Regions from separate parts of the Ovis aries genome. Here region 2 is linked to region 1. Evidence: chromatin contacts called from public Hi-C data. All regions are on one chromosome and are shown on one strand. Each heading gives the region's core, a stretch centred on a gene start, on an enhancer-like site or on the middle of the called end of the contact. The rest is flanking DNA. Distances are from core to core; before and after follow the strand shown.

Region 1 (4,776 bases), core at 1,557-4,056:
GCCCTACAGATCATGAAATGAATGCCTCTCCCACAGGAGGTAGACCTCAGAGAGAACAGGCTCCAGAGAGCTGTGATTCAGTGTCATTGTAATATGCTCTGCTTGGATATAGTCATACAGAAGCAGTACGCTTCCCTTCTCATCAGCTGGGGCCAGTCCCAAGATTGTACTCACTTTTCAGTATCCAGTGTAGACCCCTCCGCCAGCAAGGTTCTGAGATGACCTTTTTTTTCTTAAAGGTCATTTGTGCTCTATTACACAGCACTGGCCCCTCACGGAACCTGCATTGTAGGGCTCCTGGGAGGCCAGCCCCTGCCCCCACCCCAAATACCCGAGTCCTGCCTGGCTCCCAGCCCGGTGCAGGGTAGATGGGCTGGGGGACCAGAATTCCTTTCTGTGAAGTCCATGCTGGGCTCAGTTCTGGCCTCCTGGGCCCCAAGGGGCTGGACAGGGTAGGCGAGGTGAGATAGGAGAGCCCCATCAAGTTCTCTGGGGCCCAGGGCCTATCCTGGCAGTTTCTTTGAGGTATCCACTTGGGGAGGCCAGCAATAGCCCAGGTTTACTCAGCTCCCCTCCCCCCATGCACTGCCTCCATACCAGTGGGTGTTCTGGGAGGGCCCCTACTTATGATACTAGAGCCAGCTCGTATCAGGCTTTGGGCTGGCCTCTGTCCCCATCCAGAGGGAGCTGGCCCTCTCCCTACTGTTCAGATGCTTACAGACTGCTGGGGAAGGTAGCAGAGGAGCACAGTCCCAGTCGAGCATGATTGTTGGACCCAGTGGAAGAGGGAAGCGTCAGGAGCCACGGGACCCATGCGAGGAAACCTGTGGAAGCAGGTGGCCAAGGCTCTGGGACAAGTAAGAGTTGCCGGGTGGACCATCTCAGGGAAGACCTTGCAGGGAGAGGGACTGGCTTGCATGAAGGCTCAGAGGCAGAGCGCATGCCTTCATTCAGCGTTTAGTGAGCATCTGCTGAATCCCAGCCACCAGAGAAGCCCTCTGGCTCTGCCCACCTGGGAAAGGCATTCTGGTTGGAGAAGACAGACGGGCAATAAAAAATACATGGTAGATGGAGACGGGGGATGGAGGAAAAGGCAGAGGCACATGGTTAAGGAATTCCAGGGATAAGGTGAGGATATCGTTGCTGTTTCATGTGACTTGGACACAGGAGGTTCTAACTGCAAAGACCTGAAAGCAGCAAGTGAGCCAGCCCTGTCTCTGGGGGAAGAACTTTCCAGACTGGAGGGGCAGCGAGTGCCAAGGCCCTGAGTTGGAAGCGTATTTGGAAGGGCAGGAGCATGGGAAGGGGAGGTCAGAGTCGTAGGCCAGGTCATAAGATCCTTGCAGGTCTTCTCCAGGGCTTTGGTGTTTACTCCGGGACACAGAGGAGCAGGGTGAGGGGCTCTGACTTAGCTCTTTTAGGGGTCAGCCTGGCAGCCGCGTGGCAAATACTGTGAGGACCAAGGTGGAGACAGATCCTGGTGAGGAGACCGCTGTGCTGGTCCGTTTGGAGTTGACAGTCCATTGGAGTTAACAGCTGGTCCATCTGGAGTTAACAGTGGCTTGAACCAGGGGGACAACAGTGGGGCTGTTGGGAATGGTGAGATTTTGGTTCTGTTTTGAAGGTAGAGCCAGTAAAATTTACTAAGGAAGCAAATATGGAGTGAAAGAGAGGCATTAAGGATGACTTGACAATTTTGGAAGAATGGAGTTGCTATTTTCCACGAGATGGGCAAAGTGGTGGGGCGAGGTTGAGGGCTGGATTGGGGATCAGTGCCTTGTTTCTGGACCTAATGGGCATCTGAATGAAGATGTCAAGGAGGTAACTGATTTTGACTTGACTGATGTCAAGGAGGAGGACTAGATTTCAGGGGAGAGCTTATTAAAGCCAGAGCTACAAATGTGAGAGTAATGCCGATGACAGACCATGTCCCATCACTCCAGGGGGCAGGGGTCAGGGCAGGTAGAGTGGTGGTCTGAGGACCAAGGCCTGGGATGTGCCTGCAGTTAGAGATGGGAGAGTGAGGAGGAGCTCACAGAGCACCCCAAGAGGGATCAGTCAGTGGAGCAGTAGCAGACCCAAGAAGGAATTGGTTCCCTGAGGCCACATGACAGGAAGGAGAGAGTGGACGTGCCATCGGACACCGCTGGAGGGTCAGGAAGTGGGGCTGAGAATCGGCTACCGAACTTAGCGTGGAGACCAGCCCTCAGAGAGCTGGGTAAAAGCTCTTTTGGTCGAGTGGTGGGGATAAAAGACTGAGTTTCAAGAGAAGGAAATGAAAGGAAGTAGACTCGTCCTGTCAAATACAGCTGACTCTTTTGAAAATTTACTCTTTTTTTTTTGTTTTTAATGTTTCAGGTGTGCAGCGTAGTGATTCAGTATTTTTACAGGTTCTACTCCATTAAAACTTATTACAAGACAGAGGCTGTAATTCCCTGTGCTGTGCAGTATATCCTTGTTACCTGTTGTAAAGAGATGTGTTTTCAAGGGGAGCAGACCCAATGGGAGACTAGCTGGAGGAGGGCGTGGGTTCCTGGGGAAATCTTAGTCGGATGGGAGAGACCACACCACGTTTGCATGTTGAGGGGACCCACCCATGGCAGGGGTGGGGAAGAGCCCCCGGTGCAGGGGTAGGAGAGTCTCTGGAGCTTCATCCCTGAGGAGGTGAGGAGGGAGAGAGGCGAGCTGTTGCCTGGGGGAGGGTTGGCCTCACCTGGAAGAGCAGCGTGGGCACAGCAGCATGGGCCCATGGGTGTGGCGGCGGGGGCTCACGGAAGCTGTCTCCTTAGTGTCTCCATTTTCTGTGAAACAGGAAGCGAGGTCACGGTCTGCGAGTGAGGAGGGGAGGAGAGATGGAGGCTCGAGGAGAAGGTCTGTCTAGGAGAGCAGGGCAGGGAGTGGACCAGGGCAACATCCTGGGTTGCCAGGCAGCAGGGAGGGCCCGCTGGAGGTCAGCATCCGAATTTAAAGTAGGCATTAGCCAGGCCCAGCTGGGAGGAGAGCCAGAAAAGGACTAGGTGTTGTTTCTCTGCTGACCCAACCTGCTGGGGCTGGAGGGGCCAGGATCTCTTGACTGGTCCTTCCCCAGCCAGAGCCAGAGGATGGGGTCTTCTGTGGCCCGAGGGGTCTCCTGGCTCCTCCTTGCTTCCCAGGAGGATCTGAAGTAACTGGTAGGGATAGGAGGCAGTGTGATCAGGGAAGCACGGGGCAGGGAGCTTGGGAGGCTTGGGGGCTGGTCCCAACTGGGACTAGCTGTGTGACTTGTGCAGATCATTTACCCTCTCTGGGCTGCACTTTGGCTTCATCCCATCTTCCAGACTTGTTCAATCTAACACAGTAGGTGGATTACTCCACAAGGTGGAGCTCCTAGTTTGTTTTTAACATCTGCCTTGACCAACCATCAGATTTACCATATGAACAAGTAAAAGGGGCATATTTCCCAACAGAGTTATCTGAGTTGTGGATATTACTGTATTTCATACTCTAACATGATTCATTCATTCATTTAGAAAATACATACTAAGCGCTGCCTGTCGGCCCATCAGACCACACTGGGGGCTTGTGTCACAGTGAGCGGCACCCCACACTATCCACCTGTCCTTGGGGAGAGTGTGATCCAGTGAGGGCAACAGGCACGAAGCAGGTGTCACAGAAGCAGGTGGTTGCAGGGGAGAAGCACTGAGAAGGAACTGGAGGAGACAGCCCCAGCCGGGAAAGTCAGGGCAGGAGTCACCCTAGGGATGGGAACCGCTGAGCTGCAGCTACTGTGGCAAAGAGAGTGGGGGCCGGGAAGAGCGTTCTGGAACTGGGGCACAGCAGGGAACAGAGGGCTGGAAGTGGGCACAAAGGAACCCAGGAGCCAGAAATGAGGCGGGAAGGGGGGTGGGCAGGGTGGGCCTGCAGATAGAGCTGTGTGGAGAGTCAAGGAAGTGTTTCAGCAGGAGTCCGATTTACATTTTGAAAATATCTGACTGCAGCGAGGAGAATGGCTTCAGAGGGACCAAAGTGGGTGTGGAGAGACCCTGGGATGTGCCGAGGTTTATCAGGAGATGTGTAGGGGGGTGGTGATGGGGTTAGCGATATGATAGGTGAGACAGAAGAGATGGATTCAAGACTTAGGGGTTAAAATGGGCCAGACCTTGGCAATGGACTGTGAGGGGTTTGGACCTGCGGCTGGGGAGTTGGGGGGCGAGTGGGGGCGATGCTTGGTCTCTGCCCTACTTGCTGACTGGAATGTGGGACTCTGCTGTTCACAAGGACACGGACTCTGGAAGGGGACTGGGTTTTGGGGAGATGGAGCCATGCTGAGTTCGGGGCACATGTGCACACGTGTGGAGGTGTCAGATAGGCATTTAGATAGGGAGATGCAAATCTGAGGGGTGACGGACTGTGGAGGTGCGACAGAAGCCCTGGGTTCAGATGAACCGGTCTGGAGAGTCGGGGAGGAAGAGCTGAGGGCCTGGGGGTTGCCCCGGCCAGAGTCCTGTCCTCCTCCCACCCAGCACGCCCCGTGTTCCTTTCTTCTCACTGGGTACCACCCTGCACCCACTAGGGAAGCCACAAGCCTGGGCATCACTGTCATCATCTTTCCATCTCTTTCCAAGTCTGGCAGTTTAACCTCTGATACAGCTGCTTCCTATATACTCCCTTGCCTACAGCTTGCAGCTTGTCCGCAAGCAGTAGGACCCCTGTTGTCTTACACTCGCTGACTGCCCCCTCCCACAAAAGGCTCTGGGGGCCCATGCTGGGTCTTGGGCACTCAACCCCTTTTACCCC
Region 2 (4,776 bases), core at 1,012-3,511, 110 kb after region 1:
GGGTGACCCTAGGATACAGATACCCAATAACCAGCACAATTCAGGCTATTTCTTAAACTCATCTTGTAATAAATCCCAAAGCAAACCGGTCAGTTGGTTACTCACTGCTGCCATTTGCATCGGTTTAAAAGCGGGACAGCTCTGAGAGCAAGTATTAAACACAACCCGGCTGCAAATTAAGCATCCTCCTACTCAGTGCTTTCCTAGATTCATTCTGGTTTATGGTGGTTTCCCCAAGCTTAAAGAAAAACTCTACTCAGAGTATCCCAACCACTGAAAGAGCACAGAGCTCAGCCACTACCTTTGAGGACTATGACAGATGGTATGAGTTTATTTTGTGTATTTGTGGTCACTCAGTCGTGTCCAACTCTTTGCAACCCCATGGAATGTAACCGCCAGGCTCCTCTGTCCATGGGATTCTCCAGGCAAGAGTGCTGGAGTGGGTTGCCATTTCCTCCTCCAGGAGATCTTCCCAACCCAGGGATCAAACCCGCCTCTCTTAATGTCTCCTGCATTAGCAGAAGATTCTTTACCGCTAGCGCCACCTGGGCAGCCCAGTATGAGTTTAAGCCAAATGCTAACACGCAGTACAATGCCATGCAGTCCAAACTCTGTGGTCTGGGTGTCTGTAGTTCTGCAGGGTTAGCGGGGGAGCTTCCAGAAGGGACAGTGGGCGCCGGAGTGAAGAACTGAATTCAACCTTCGAGTCCAGCTGGTGGCCCATAGAAAGGGTGGGGGCCGCCTCCTGCCCTCCTCGGTCGCTACTGTAGCTCAGGCCCGGTCGTCTTGGTGGTCACCAGCTCAGTGGAACCCAGCTCTGTGGCTGGCACAGGGACGCTGTGGGTAGGTGGGGTGGCCGCTGGGTCTTCACTGGGCAGAAGCCAGATGGGAGCCGTGGCATCCAGGGTTCCGGGGGAGAGTGTGGTATCAACATCCAGGGGCTCTGGGGTGGAGAGAGTTGTGGGTGGTGCAGGGTCAGGATTGGCTCGCAGCCGTCCCCACCCCCTGTTCTGGAAGCCTCCCTGGCGGGACAGCCCTCTGACTGATGGGAGAGCAGTCAGCTGATAAAGCCCCACTGGTGGGATGGGGAGGGGTGGCACGTGATGGGCCCTCAGGACGGGAAGTTTCTAGAGCTGGCTGGCAAAATGCCAGTGCTGACAGAGGGCGAGGAGAGGTGGGAACCGGTCTGCCTGTCCCAGAGAGAGGGCGGGACAGGCCACCCCCACCCCCAACTGGGCTCCCCAGCCTTGGATTTCTTCTTCACACAGGTCTGGGACGCTAGAGCTGTGTCCCTCGCCTGGATTGCCGGTCTCTGGTCGGACTATTTCTCTCCCCTCGGCCTTGCCTCCTTCAGACCATCCCTCCCCGTTCACCCAGACCCCCTCGGACCCCTCAAGGATCATGCCTCCCCTCCGACGGCCCCCAACCCTCTCCGGTCCCCTAGACGAGGAACTTACTGTCTGGGTCTCCGTCCGGGGCCTCCGCGGCCTCCGGAGCCTCAGGGACCACCGCCGCGCCCGGCTGCCGCCGCCGGCGCTTCCAGGTCACCAGCCCGATCAGGGCCAGGGCCAGCGCCAGGCCCAGCAGCGCGGGGGCTCCGAAGAGCAGCGCCGGGAGCGGCAGCGCCGCTTCGGCCTCCGCGGGGGTCCCGGGGCCCGCCGACTCCTGCGGCTGCAGCGCCGTCCCGGGCGCCAGGCTGCTTGGGCCGCCTGCTGGAGGGGACGGGCAGGGGGAGCAGGGGGCGGAGGGGAGGGGGGCGTGGGGAGGGGGAGGGCCGGAGGAAGGTGAGGCTGGGCCGCGGAAGGGGGGGACGGCCGGGCGGGGCAGCGCAGGCCGAGGGGCGAGAGGGGGCCGTGAGGGCCACGCGCCGACGGCTGGTCCCCCCTCCAGGCCCCCGGCTCACATTTCCCACCCCACCTCGCCAGTTAACCCGAGACCCCGCCCCTCCCCACAGTCCCGGGACAGGGCGGCGGCGGGGGTTGGGGGGGGCCTGCCTGCGACTCCTAGCATCCCCCTCCCTCCCGCTCCAGGGCGGCCCCGTGCGCGCGCCATGCGGCGCGGCTCGACTCTTACCCAGCCTAGGCTCCGTCGTCCGGAGGAGACTGCAGGCCACACAGTTGCGGACCAGCGGGTCGAAGCACTGGGTCTGCAGGCACTGCGTGGGTGCCGGCCGGTCCTTGCCCCGCAGGCTTCTCCGCCCTCGCGGCATGCTGCCGGAGCCTCTAGCCTTCTGCGCATACCCCCCGCCGCCGGGACGAGTCTGGCCTCTGCTGCCCCGCGGGGAGGGAACCGGGCGGGGCGCCACCCACTCCGCCCCAGCCCGCCCTCCTGCCTGCTGGAGTGGGACCACTCTTAGCCCGCGGACCAGCACCCCAGACCTTCTCTCTGTGGTTTCTCCATTCAACCATCACCCCTAGACAACCATGGGGCGGGCCCTATTCTGGGCTCTGAAATCAGGCTGGGACTGAGACCCGGGGGCTTGATCTTGGGGCACAGAGGATGGGCCCCTTAAGCAGGATACAGAGCTCTGAGGTGGCCTCCCCAAGGCCAGCCTGTAGTCCCAGGCCATCCTCACCAGTCCTCTTTCCCTTCCTGCCTCCTCCTCCGGGGAGCCCTCCTGTGCTTCTTAGGCAGCGCTGGTCAGATCCTCAAACACAACCGGAGTGCCCACACTGTCCCAGGCCCCCGGGGGACTCCCGCACTCGGAGGTGGCACTGGAGGAGGGAGTGCCTCTCTGCCGCAGCATCACTGAAGGTGATCCCCACCGGGGGACAGGGAAGCTTCGTGGACAGGGCAACTTTATGGACAGGACAAGCAGGTGTTTGCTAGATGGAGTGAGGTCCACTGGAGCAGGCAGTGTAAACAAAGGCCTTCGGCCAAATCCAAAGGCCAGGTAGTGTTGGGACCAGAGGGCGGGGCTGGGGCTTTGACTGAGAGAAGCCAAGACTGGCTGCACGGGCACTGGGGCGCCATGGAGGGCTTTCAGCAGGAAGTGTCCCAGTCAGACCTGCCTGTTAAGCACTGGCTGGAACAGAGTGCATAGATGGGTTAGGTCCAGGGATAGCTCAGTCTCTAGCTCTTAAGCAAGAGGGAGACTCAGACCAACCAGTAAACAGATAGACAGACCAAGGCCCAGGAGGCGGTAGGCAGCCCACCCACCTCGACTTCTTTTTCCCAGGGCTGTGTGTGTCCAGGCTGCTCACCCCTCTGTCTCATCAAGGCCCCTTCTGTCTCTCTACTCCCTAGTGTTTGGGGCAGCCCCACCTGACTCTCACCTGTGTCTCTCGGGCCGAGTCTCAGGCAGACACACAGCCCCCTTGGCCTTCCTGGACAGATGCTGGACCCCCTACCTGGAGTGGCGGGGGGCCGAGGCTAGCAAAGAGCCTCAGGAAGGAGCATGGACTTGGTGCCCTCGTGGTGGGCCGTACCAGACCCCTAAGCACGCAGGGCTGGAGGTGCACAGAGGAAAGAGTAACTGTCCAGGGAGCAGGGAGGGGACTCAGGGCCAGGAGTAGATCTTTAGTGGCTCAAGCAGGAGGGAAACCTTGCCGACAGAAGGTGGGACGGACAAGTTCGCAAGCAAGAGAGGGGCAAGGGGAAGCTTGGCTGCTGCCTTGGGGGTCCGGGCCAGGCCTCGAGCCACAGGCCCTGGGGGGGGTGAGGAGCCCCAGGAGGTGTTGGAGTGGGTGAGATTCTTTGAGCTGTGCCTTCAAAGGGACCCTCTGCCTGCTGCTGTGGAGCTGCAGCCTGGCCAGGGTGGGCAGCGCAGCAAGGAGGCTGGCACCACAGCCCAGGGCCGGGGAACAAGCCAGCAGTTGTTCCGGAGGAAAGAGGGACGTGATGGAATGAGGGGAGTGGGGCTAGGCCGCCCCCAGGTTTCTGGCTTCAGAAACTCAGACAGCCGGCCTTCAGGAGACCAGGGCCCACTGCCTCTCCGTCCCCTGCCTACGGGCCAGCAACTCCATGGCAGGAAGGTGTAGGCGGTGGGGCAACTGCAAAGGAGAAGTGGGCCTGGGGTGGGGGTGTGGGTGTAAGTGTGGGTGTGTGTTGAGGGGGTGGGGGAGCCAGGAGCCGGCCCAGGAGCCAGGGCAGGGCAGGCCCTCCTGGGGGGCAGAGGGGCAGGGGCAAGACTGGAAGACTGGGTCCCCCTCCCCACCCCATCACTACTGATGCCGCTATTACCTGTTAGCCGTGGGACTGCCGAGCCCTTAATAGCGTCAGGCATCTCTTCTAACCTCTGTGTGTGTGTGCTCTTGGCGACCCCACGGACTGTAGCCTGCCAGGCTCCTCTGTCCTTGGGATTTCCACGAATGCTGGAGTGGGTTGCCGTGCCCTCCTCCATCCAGGGGCTCTTCCTGACCCAGGGATCGAAACAGCATCTCTTGTGTCTCCTGCCTTGGCAGGCTTGATCTTTACCTCTGTGCCACCTGGGCAGCCCCTTCTTAGAAGCTGAGTGCTGAACAATTGGGCAGAGGGAGCTGAGTCTCAGGAACCTTGGGGAGAACCTATGCCTGCGGGACAGGAGGGCCAGGTCTGGGGTCGTGTACACCAGCCACCCCTGCACGGGCGGCCCTGGGCCTCTGTCTTCCTGCAGCCGCTCTGACCCTGGTGGAGAGCAGAGGAGGTGACCGGCAGGGCCTCAGGCCATTCGGGGAGAGTGGCGCTTGGTGGCGCAGGCCTCCTGGAAGGAAAGAGGTCCTCACTGAACACACAGGCTTCCTGGGTGCCTTCTGCGTGCCTGCAGAGGCAGGGACAGGGGACAGAGCTGGCGACAGG

Evidence for each region. A called contact is a pair of places that touch in the nucleus more often than the background predicts.
Region 2: a Hi-C map of blood shows a contact between it and region 1, with 3 times the contacts expected there. The contact joins the promoter of TNFRSF13C here to the enhancer-like site in region 1. A contact is called at or near these places in 7 of 16 Hi-C or Micro-C datasets (blood, hypothalamus, retroperitoneal adipose tissue and 1 more).

What each region holds. Positions count from the first base shown.
Region 1 is chr3:218,655,050-218,659,825 of ARS-UI_Ramb_v3.0, forward strand. All of the region lies in intron 6 of CCDC134 (coiled-coil domain containing 134), which reads left to right. Among named protein-coding and RNA genes, the nearest start is that of CCDC134, 11 kb to the left of the region's middle. Within about 2 kb of position 2,807, at least 3 of the 54 cell types and tissues checked have an H3K27ac peak or open chromatin away from gene starts, as enhancers often do.
Region 2 is chr3:218,763,353-218,768,128 of ARS-UI_Ramb_v3.0, forward strand. TNFRSF13C (TNF receptor superfamily member 13C) reads right to left here and starts at 2,262. Exons shown (of 3, transcript XM_042247807.1): 1 at 2,074-2,262; 2 at 1,458-1,712; 3 at 303-943. The coding sequence starts at 2,209. The coding sequence ends at 762.